Linked DNA regions of Mus musculus: region 1 is linked to region 2. The links are chromatin contacts, called in public Hi-C maps. All regions are on one chromosome and are shown on one strand. Each heading gives the region's core, a stretch centred on a gene start, on an enhancer-like site or on the middle of the called end of the contact. The rest is flanking DNA. Distances are from core to core; before and after follow the strand shown.

What was found. Hi-C and Micro-C count contacts between places; a contact is called where the count stands out from the background.
Region 1: a contact with region 2 is called in a Hi-C map of germinal center B cells, with 2.5 times the contacts expected there. The contact joins two enhancer-like sites. A contact is called at or near these places in 2 of 15 datasets of contacts at CTCF or cohesin (large pre-B cells and pro-B cells), 6 of 484 Hi-C or Micro-C datasets (the N1E-115 cell line, centrocytes, germinal center B cells and 2 more), 4 of 115 datasets of contacts at active chromatin or transcription factors (the 230-238 cell line, bone marrow-derived macrophages, pancreatic cancer cells and 1 more) and 2 of 9 other capture datasets (adipose tissue and liver).

Annotation. Positions count from the first base shown.
Region 1 is chr3:126,806,299-126,811,815 of GRCm38.p6, forward strand. Camk2d (calcium/calmodulin-dependent protein kinase II, delta) reads left to right here. Exons shown (of 21, transcript NM_001346635.1): 15 at 1,910-1,951; 16 at 4,341-4,389. Among named protein-coding and RNA genes, the nearest start is that of Gm15551, 140 kb to the left of the region's middle. Within about 2 kb of position 3,848, at least 26 of the 459 cell types and tissues checked have an H3K27ac peak or open chromatin away from gene starts, as enhancers often do. A contact at or near this core is called in centrocytes, germinal center B cells and pro-B cells, where this site is marked.
Region 2 is chr3:126,694,339-126,699,720 of GRCm38.p6, forward strand. The region is part of intron 3 of Camk2d (calcium/calmodulin-dependent protein kinase II, delta); the gene reads left to right. Among named protein-coding and RNA genes, the nearest start is that of Gm15551, 28 kb to the left of the region's middle. Within about 2 kb of position 2,448, at least 201 of the 459 cell types and tissues checked have an H3K27ac peak or open chromatin away from gene starts, as enhancers often do. A contact at or near this core is called in centrocytes, germinal center B cells and pro-B cells, where this site is marked.

The DNA.
Region 1 (5,517 bases), core at 2,598-5,097, 110 kb after region 2:
TTGACATCAAGGAGAGCTAACAGGATTCTTGCAAGATGACATGAAAGTAGACCTTATTCACAGTTCCCATTTTCTCTCTCATTGAAAGACAATATGGCTTTGCAAGACTTCACTTTCAGAGATAAAGAGGCACTGCCTAAGTCAAAGCTTTTTGTCCGTTGTGTTTCAAATTAAGTTGTCACTGTTTCACTTACTTCCACAGAATGAGAGTGTATACTACAAAGGTTAAGCTATCAGAGACAGACAGTTTTGTCCGTTTCAACTAAATGTAGAGAAGTAACAACTTAGTTCCCTCCACACATTGAAATAGTCTTGTATTAAAATTCAAAATCTGAATACTGGCATTTAGTATACACGTTTTATAATTTGACTTAGATTCCCAGAAATTACTTTTATTCATGACTGTTCCCAGACTGTTATTGCCATTGACTTAAAAACGTTAGACATTACTTTAATTGGGTTGACCAGTAGGCTCAATTTAAGAACATTTGAAGGAAAAGAAATGCAGTGATAGAGGGTTATCAGGACTGAGAGAGAGCAAAGCTCAGTAGGAGAACATTTTTGTAACATAGAAGAGACTTTGGTGTTCAATCCCTAGGAAAAAAAACATGTTTTCTTAAAAATAGGTAAGAAAAAAGTGGCCAAAAGATAGCAGGTTATAAATAGTAAAGTCAGTGTCACAGCTGAAGCTACAGAAGGGAAGAAAAGAAGCTGTGGTAGGAGTTTTCTAAGCATGCAGTGTAGGCTTTCCCTTGAGGAAATGCCCGTGGTGGAGAAGACTGGCCATGGTTATAACAACTCACAGGTGCCAGGGTGGCCGTTAGTGGCTGCAGCAGGCATGCTATCGTTGTATGAACACTAGGTCTTTTTTTTTAATTAATATTTGAGTATTATTTACTGCTTATTGAGTTCCAGAACAGCCAGGGCTAAAGAGAAAATCCTGTCTCAAAAAACCAAAAAAAAAAAAAAAGTTTTTTTCTCACAGAAAAATAATAATTTCTTCATGGGAAAAAAAACATTACCTATAAATACTATATAATGAATTTTACATAAAATGTATCCTCACAAAGAATTTGATCTCCTCTTAGATATTTCTATCTCTGGTGTTGTTGGCCAGTTTCTATGAGATAGACAGAAATATAGTATCCAGTAGAGAAGAAAGGAAACTTAGTATTCTAGATATGAAGTTTATGAAGTAGAACTTTTATTTTCAACGTGATTAGTATAAGATGTGTCAACAGTGATTCCAATGATTGTGTTCTATTATTAGTTCTAAAACATTTAAACAAACTTTTTAAAAAGTATCATTTAGAATTTTTTTCATGCCTTTTGTGTGTATTCTTTTGGACATTTTTGTGTGTAGGGGGGTTGTTGTTGTTGTTATTGTTGTTTTTTTAAATGTGGTCCAGTGTTTCAAAAGTCTCCAAGGATATTCAGCTATGTGTTGATTATATTAATATCAGAATTGAGTCCCAAGGCAATATAGCTGGAAAAAAATCTTCACAAAGATTTTGATATCTTCGTGGATAATTCTATCTATGGTGCTCTTGGCCAGTTCCTGCGTACAGACAGAAATAGAGTATTCAGAGGAAAAGAAAAGAAGTTCTTCCTGGGATAGGGCCGGGTGAAACAGTGACTGCCTCTTTAGGTCTCCAAATTGCAAAGCCTCCTCATTCACCTCTCAAGAATAAGGTCTTTTGCATGCTGCTTCTGGGTAGAGAGGTGTGTGATCTCATGGGCTCACCACAGAGGCCTCCACAGAGATCCTGTCAGCTGTTGACAGCCCCTTACCTGGCTTTAGCTCTTGTCACTAGTCTTGTCTGTTGGCCCTCTCTGCTCTGTCCCACAGACTAGTAAGAATGTACTTACCAAAACAAACTGTTTCTTTCTCTATTTTGTTCTCACTCAGGAGCCCCAAACTACTGTAATCCACAACCCTGACGGAAACAAGGTATTCAGAGAGAAGCAACCCCATTTGCTCTGATAAGATTACACAACTCACCAAATGCCCTGTGCAAAACCCAGTCATTATCTCAAGTGGGGAAGGAAAAAAAATGGCCATCTTTTCACCACATGCTCTTTAAGGCCTAATTCTTCTAGAATTATCTATAGACTTCTTTCAGATCAAAATGAATGATACCCTGAGAGAGAGAGAGAAAGAGAGAGAGAGATCAATGATCCCTTAGTATATTAAAAAAAAAAAAGAGTAAGAGTCTGTGTAAACACTTGCAAAGTCTTTGTGTTGAGATGACCGTGTATCTTAAGCTACTCCGTGTGCTCCTTTTAATTCTCCATGTCTGTTTGTGCGTTATACAATAAACATATACAGCACGAAATTTCAGAATTTCTTGCTATCATCCTCCTCATCTTCAAACATAACAAGTGTGTAGGTATATTTTTTTTTCTAAAACACATTGTTGCTTTTCAGCTTTTCCATTGTCCTCTGTTGTCACAGTGGTTTTGTTGTTGTTTCTGGTTGCTTGTTTTTCAATTCCCTGTTATTGATGATATCGCTGGTGGTGTTGCTGTTTGCAGTGAATTTGAAGAGAATCGGGGAGTTCCACTTTTTGTTAAATATGTTTGCTGTCAATCTATATGAATTACAGTAACATACATTTGAGTAAGTTGCTGAATGAAGACTAATGTGCTCTACCTGTTGTAAGTTATATGTATACTGTGTTCATACCAACACTCACATGTCTGAAGGATAAAAGGAGATATGCTCTCTATATATTCTATGTCTAGCTTATAACTTGGTATACATTCATTTTCATATTTAAGGGAGGAAAATGCATCAGATAAGATACTGATTAAGTCACAGGTCTTTTCCTTACTCTAATCATTAACGTTGAAGGATCAGGAAATATATTTCATCTCTGGATCAATATTTAGTTGACCCATGTTGAAAATGTGAAGTGTTTTGTGTCGTCATCTGGTGTGTACATTAGTGTCATGACACTGGAGATGTTCTAGGTCCCCAAAAGATTTGAGGTAGTCAGGACCAGCACATATGAGAATAATCCCATTAATGGCACTATCAAATGAAAGACCAGGCATAGCAGCTGGTGTGGACACTGCCGTAATTGTAAGGGTTGCTGCATGCTATTTATTGCTTATATGAATTCATTTTCTTTAAGTGCATGGGATTAACCTTCATTTTGAGATTAAGTCTGAATGCTACATCACATTAAAGAAATGCATGGGTGTTTTTCCCCCTTTGGTTTTGTATGTGTGGAGACTCTGGACATTAGCTAGTTTATCTCTTTGGTTTAAATATTATATATGGTATATATGCATATAAATAGATGGCTTTCTAAAAATACCAAATCTATAAATGGACACTGACTGGAATTTTTTTTAAACTATCCTCCAAACCCTGTTTTCCATTCACTGAACATACAGCTATTAACTGGAAGGTTGGTCCCAGTTATTTTCAGCTCTGGCCTTTAATCATTCCAAGTGGAAAATGAGTACTTACAAATACTACAACATATCTTTACTAGAAAGCGTTTCATTACTGAAGTGTAATAAAAGCCTTTATGAAGCTCCTGTAGGAAGTGTCTCCCCTCCAGCAGTAGCAGTACACTTGTGAATGTGCTTGCTACTCCCCACCTTCATTTGCAGACTCTCAATGATCTTTTGTCTTTTCCTTGTGGGAAGAGATTTTGTAACCCGTTCTGAGTTAAGAAAGAATGAAAAAAAAAAAAGAATGAATGAATGAAAATAAGTCTAACTGACCTTGAAAACATACTATGCCTTACGATCTCAGTGTCCTAAAGATAAACCTGAAACTTTGTGACAGCTGTGCTCAGCCTGGCTCAGCTGGATAGTCCCAGCTTCTGATGAAATGAGCGCCCTTTCTCCACACAGGTGCAGGGTAGACAAATAGCAAATTCTATACTCAACACAGTGCCCAATGCAAAAACTTGCTACTTTTGAGGTTCATTAGGGAAAGAAAAAAAAAACATGTATTTTAAATTTAAAATTTATTCTGCTGAAATATTCCACTTCTCCTAAAAACACACTGTATGAGGCACTGTAATGTGAACTCATGCAATTCATCTTCAAATAAACTACATACTTCTTCTGCTTCTACAAATCACCTGGATTTATCCTGCATCCGTGACTAGGCAACCAGAGTGCTCCCTTTGAAATGTTTGCAGCATATGACATCTTGTTTCTGTTGAAAGTCACTTGACATATGTGTCCATTTGCATGTCGGCATATGCACACAGCCTGCTGAAGAAGTTTGCATGATCTGTATGCATCACCAGCCAAGTTTGTCATAAGAGCTAGCTCTCTGTTTTGTGAAGCTTAAAGCTGTGTTTCCCTCTGCACAGGAGTCAACTGAGAGCTCAAACACCACCATTGAGGATGAAGACGTGAAAGGTAGGCTTGAGGCAAAGAGTGGGAAAGCCCTAATTCACAGAGCCACATCCATCACAGCAAAGCTTGTTCACTTTAAACTAGGAAGAAGATTTATCCCAAAAGAAATTCTTTTTTGTTTTGTTTTATGAATACATTATTCTGGATAATGAATCACTCTGTGAATATGTCAGCTTTTTCACATTTCATGTGATTTAAATTTAAACATGTGTTCTGTGCAAGCATATTGTTGACATTGCAGCTAACGACTGATTTTAAACATGTCAGTCAAAAGTTGAATAAAATATATATACATTTTATATATATCATTAAAGCTTGTATAGAAAACTGTATTCAAGATTATATTCTGAAGAAGTGTTATGAAAATATTCTAATAATTTTTAACGGTCTCCATTGAATATCAATGGAGCTTTATGATTTTGGGAGCTTTTTGGCTTGGGTTTCATAGACTTTCTTAATATAGCTTTGACATCCATTTCATTTTGTTTGCCAAAGCTATCAAGCTATTGAAATCACAGAACCACCGCACAAACATGCTCAATATGTACTTCAGGTTTACTCTACTTCCTCTGACCACATAGTTGGTTTTGAAGTGTTAATTTTGCTCCATTTTCTTGTGCAGTTTTGTGTTCTTGCTGTAGCTCAGTATGTATAGCTTCCTCTTTGCTTGGGTAGAATATATTCTGAAATATTATTATAATAATAAAGATATTTAAAATAAACATTTAAAGGAGGGTAAAATATATTTGAAGAATTGAAAAAATGTGATTCATCCATTAGCTAAATCTTAACTGGGAAGTACCTTTTGTAAAAATGTCACTAAATTCTATAATTCTTTAGGTAGCGTTAATGAAATAGTCTCGAAAAACATATGAACTTGTGTTATAGAATAAATAACCAGTAAGTAGATCTCAGGTCCAGGAGGAAGATGGACAATTTAGGAAATGAAAATGGCTGCAGGCCACAGTTGGCAGTCACCTCTGCTGCTCCTTTTCTTCTTGGTTAAGTAGAGCACTGGCACTGTTCAGGCATACTCTCTGTATTACTAGGGCACTTCCCTACTTCTCTTAAAGAAAGACACTCATTGTTTCTTAGAGTGCAAATGTAGAGATCAGTGTCAAGGCTACGATT
Region 2 (5,382 bases), core at 1,198-3,697:
TATTTGTCTTCTAGTGGCTTTGCTCTCAGCTGTGCTCCCAGTTGCCCGGGCACTAGATTTTCTGTCCCAGGTTTACCGTAGATGTCTGTTTCCAGTCTCTTTATGTCTCAGTTACCACCTCCTGGTCACCTGTGGCTTTGGAATTTTGTGTGTAACCTTAGCTAAACCACTCCAGGCTTTCCTCTATTCTTGTTTTCGTTGTAGTTTGTAAGACAGGGTCTCACTTCTCACTCTGTGGCCCTAACTGGCCTGAAACTCGCTCTGTGGTTCAGGCTGATTTGGAACTTAAAGGGATCGGTTACGTCTCCATGTGTGGGGATTAAATGTTTATGCCACCATGCCCAGCATAATTCTTTTTTTGTATAAGTTGGCTATTTGTTTCAGAGGATTGTGGAATTTATATATATATACAATATCACTAAAATAATTTTGACTCTACCTTTTTCTCATATTTTAAGTTTCTGGCCTGTGCATCACTAAGGCCAACTTCGTCATCCTTTGAAAGACTCACTTCCATCTCGGCCTAGAAACCAAGAAGACGCATTTACTTATTTATGTATCTTCCTGTTTCTTTTGATTGTGTTGTTGATGTCTTGTTTTCTTTTTGGCTCTCTCCTTTCCCACCTTTCCCCAAATCCCTGGAGTTCCCCAGTTGTCCCTCTAATGGAACTGATTTAGAATAGCCCTCATTGAGTGATTGCCTCTTTATATAACAGAAACCCATTATGACAGCAGTGGACATGAGCCAGAGTGAAATACCCTGGCATAATAAAAGCTTTTGCTTGTAGAGTAGAGAAGAAAATATATCCATCTTCATCTGCAAATTTCTTATAAGGCAATTCCTATTATCCTTTGAACCTTTTTTTTTTTTAAATTATGAAGCTGACTTTAATCAGTTTAAAAACTCATTGCAGTTTACCAGGATGTTCAGTATAGTTGCAGAGAGAGGGAGTGAGAATAAAGAGATAGAGAAGGAGAGAGAGAGACAGGGAGAGAGACACAGAGAGAGAGACAGAGAGACAGAGAGGCAGACAGCTCTGAATATGTCCACTCTTACCAGGCATAAAGATTACCCTAATAAAAGAAATAAGCCAATCACATCAAGGCCCAGAACCAGATGATGGTCAGTGGAAGAGAGGCTGCTGGGGTCACTGCAGAGCATGAGAGTCTCTGACTCACACGCATTCGCTGGCTTAGGCATCGATCGCAACAGTGAGCTGCCAGAAAAGGAACAGTTCTTGCTTTGTGCTGCAGAGTTCCCTGGCCTAAGAGCCTGTCACCGCTCCAGTCCCTTTCCTACTGCTAGTGATTGATACTGCTGTCTCAGCTCAGGCTGGAAATGGACTGCTGAGGCTCTGGGCAATTCATTCTGTACGCTGGCAGGCTGGACTCCTGGGCATCCACGCATGGCTTCACAAACAGCTCTGTGGATGACCTGGATCCGTGACAGCTCCTCTGACCCTGTTCTTTTGTCCTCTGCCCTTATTGGACTTTAATGCCTTGTTTGCCGCGTATGCTCCAGGACACAGGAATCCCTTCCTGTTGAAATGTCACATATTTTACTACTAATTGGGACGATTATAAACTGAGGAACCACGGTATAACTGATCTTTCTGTAATGTTTTCTCTTTTTCTGGATGTTCATAGTTCTTTGATTGCTTCACTCCTCATCCTTGAGTTGTGCAGCATAGAGAGACCCCCCCCTCCATTTCTTCATGAGAAACCTGTCTAAAGTAATTTATAGTTTTGTTGAGGTGTTTTCATTTCCTTGTCCTTAATTTTAAAGTGTAGCATATCACTTTTATTTCATGGGTATATTGTAGCCCAAGTCTAGTATTTATTTTGCAAACCAAAAAATTTAACAATCACTGTGAAAGCCTCATGGTTTATCACAGGGCAGATGGTGTAATAATTTTAATAAGTGGCAATAACTTTATTGTATTTATTTTATAGCAGTATTCTAATTATTAGATATTTTGATAGTATTTTATTTTTATAAATATCTGTTTCATAATTACACAGAGTACCAAACTTCCAGTTCTTTATTCTGTTTGGAAGAAGAAAGCTTTAAGAAAAATAGGTAGATTTTTTTTAGATAGTAATAACCTGAAACGTATTGATTCTGAACATTTCATATAATTATCTTATATTTCATATAATTATCTTATTACTTTCCAGACTACTCTATGTCTCAGGAAACCAAATCTCCATTTTTTAAAACTCAGTTCACTGTCAGTAACTGATCCTGTGCCTATATAAATCGGGACTCTGTGAGTCTCAGAGATGTTAATTAAATTTGGTTGAGCTTGCTTAGTTTACAGAGGGTGGAACCAAGATTCAAATACGTTTGTTTGACTCCGAAGTTCACATTTTGATCTGACTTCCTCATCTGCACAAGGCCCCCAGGGCTCTGTGTAACAGCATTACTTTTCATTTGCATAAAATACTGAAGTTGGGTGCCAGCTGTGTCAGGAGCATCAGCCCTGTGAGGGAAGCTTGGACTGTTCACAGGAACCTGTAAAAGAAGTGCCCGCACTAGGTATGTGCGTCAGCTGTGAAATATTTTCTAGAGTCTTGACTATCTCCAAGGACCAGAAGAAGCAACAGTATCGCCCCTAAGTCAAAACTATGTCGGTAGCTGCTACCAGGTGATGATCATGGCTACAGTAGACAGACTGCTAGCTGAGTGTTGGACAGGACTCTCTGATTCCATAGGGTATCAAGGCCTTTCCTGTCTCGAATGTCTGTCTTCAGCTCAGGCCCCCATTGTTGTTGAGTGAAAGTACTCTGAGTGACTCCATCCCCTCCTGGGTAGTACCAAGTCCACTGGGGCCTTCTTGGTTCTAGTCTTCCTCAGTCCCTCTAGACTTGAAAAGTGAGTTACCTCTTGGGGCTTTTGTACAATACTTGGGTTTTCAAGCTTGCACCTCTGTCTCAACTTTCTTGTTTCTAGTCTCCTTCCTCTGTGTCCAAGGGCATCTTATGAACATTCTGGCTTTCCTTGCTCCACTCTTCTCTTTGACATTTACCTCTAGACGTATTCCTTGTTGCCTACTAGAATATTCATATGGAATTGTATCAATACCTTCTTCATTATACTATACTGAAAACTGTATGGATTTGAACCCCTACCCAAACCTGCTCCTGGGGTTGTGTTAGCCTGTGAGGCTTCTGCCTTGCCTTAGAGATGTACCTAGACTGAAGACTCCCCAGTGTTCTCCTGTTCACCTTTTCTTTTTCTTTTTTTTTCTTTTTCTTTCTTTTTTTTGTTTGTTTTTTGTTTGTTTGTTTGTTTGTTTTGAGACAGGGTTTCTCTATATAGCCCTGGCTGTCCTGGAACTCACTCTGTAGACCAGGCTGGCCTCGAACTCAGAAATCCTCCTGCCTCTGCTTCCCAAGTGCTGGGATTAAAGGTGTGCCCCACCACTGTCCAGCCTGTTCACCTCTTTTTCCTTGAGGATTTATATAATCAAATTCCTCTCCCTCTAACTTCCTCAATAGCTTATAAATTGGTCTCTTCTCCTTGGTACACACTCCATAGTCCTGCTCTGCTAAGCCTTTTTTTAGAACTCCCCTTGGCTACTGAGTGAAGAATCTTCTACTGCAAACTCAGCATCATTTCCCTTGGTAATACCTTTTCTTAGAGAGGCCCTTAGTTCCTCAAGCTAAATTCTAAAATCCTAACATTGGAAATGATAACATTCTAAAATGGTTCTATATATGTTCTCAAAACACATACATGCAAATTCAGATCATGCAATTTCATATTTTCTCAACCTTTCTCAGTGTTTTCCCTACCTTTACTTTTAGGGTAGTTATTACTCTCTTTTCTCTTTCCCTCTCAATCTAGGCATTTGACACCGGTTTTAGAGCCTTTGAGGCATGCTATACCCCTGGGATACCCTGGGATACCCAGCCTATGGCCCCCCTTTTCTTTCAGCCTCATCTCTGGGTGTCACCCCCAGCCTTTCTTGGCATTCCTAATTTGGTGGGTGGTTCAGAGATGTGAGGGAGCCTCCTTTTCTTGTTTGTCCAGAGGTCTTGCATAGGTTGGGGATGGCTAAGGAACCATGTTATCTTCTGTTCACACGTGGGATTGTCCTTGACCTGAAGGACTTTATTCAAGCTTTCTCTTTAGACACAGACTATCACACAAGCTGTTCTTAAAACTGTGGCACAAGCTATGTTATACCAATCATTTGAATCCCTACGCATAGCTTCAATATTCACTAATCATGTTATGCTTGCATTTTTTTTTCTCAGTGTCATTAAGATGTCTGGGGACAGGGAAGAAAGTAGATTAAAGTGTCTCCTTTTTTAAGTCACTCCAGAAGATCTGCCCTCCCCACCGTCTCACCCATAACACGGCTTTGCATCCTTGGAATGTCTCTGTATTTATCTAAGTTATTTTTTTTCCAGTGAATGAAGTTAGTACAGGACAAATTGGGAGGATATTCGGGTAGTACTCTCTTTAGAGTTTCCTGTAGGAATCAAGAGTCAGAACAAAGCCTTACGGGGTGCTTGCTGAGGGCCACAGCTTCTTGCCAAGCTGGAGGAATTTTTTTACTTTTTCCTAAACCTCACTTTGCAAATCCTCACTTTGTCATGAACTAGCCATGGCATCTTACCTCTGATTCAAAGCTGTTTTGTTCTTTCTTCTTATTATTATTTTTTTGAAAGTGCAGCTGGCAGAAACAAGAGCACATTCCGTATCTTATAAGTACCCAACCTTCCCTCTTGGACATTACCCTCTGTGGGAGTCACACCTCAGAAAAGACAACACAGAGCCTCCTGCCTGGTTCTCATTAGTCACTTGTTCCCATTGTCTGAACCCCTAACTCATTCCTCTCTCACACACTGTCATTCTCTCATGACCCTTCCACCCAGGGCAGCCTGTGACTATTTTTGATCTAGGCAGAACTTTCTCTGTTTCCCATCAAGATCCATAATTCTCAACATGGTATGCTAATCAGGCATCTCTTTTCTCATCTGAACTTGTTTTTTCATATTGCGCTTAGATAAATGTACATAACCACTGCACATAGCTTATGGTCCAAGAACTTGGAACTTGGGCTTTATCTATTGGGGAGACACTGGAGCTGCACATTAGAGGTTTGGCAGAAGTGAATGCACAGAACAGTTCTTTTTCTTCGGACTTAAACGGGGTGGGGGGGGGGGAAGGGGACAGGAGGGGACGGGAGGGAAGGGGAAGAGAAGATCTGTGCTAGATAGGGGTAGTACGGAGAGGCTCTGTTTGTGGACAAGGACAGTGCTATTAATCCTTTTGTTTTTGTTACACTAACCAGTGTAGACCTAGGTAACCAGTTCTGAGGGCTTGAGTCCTTGTGTCAAGATTTGCGTATGTATTACTGCTTCAGAGGC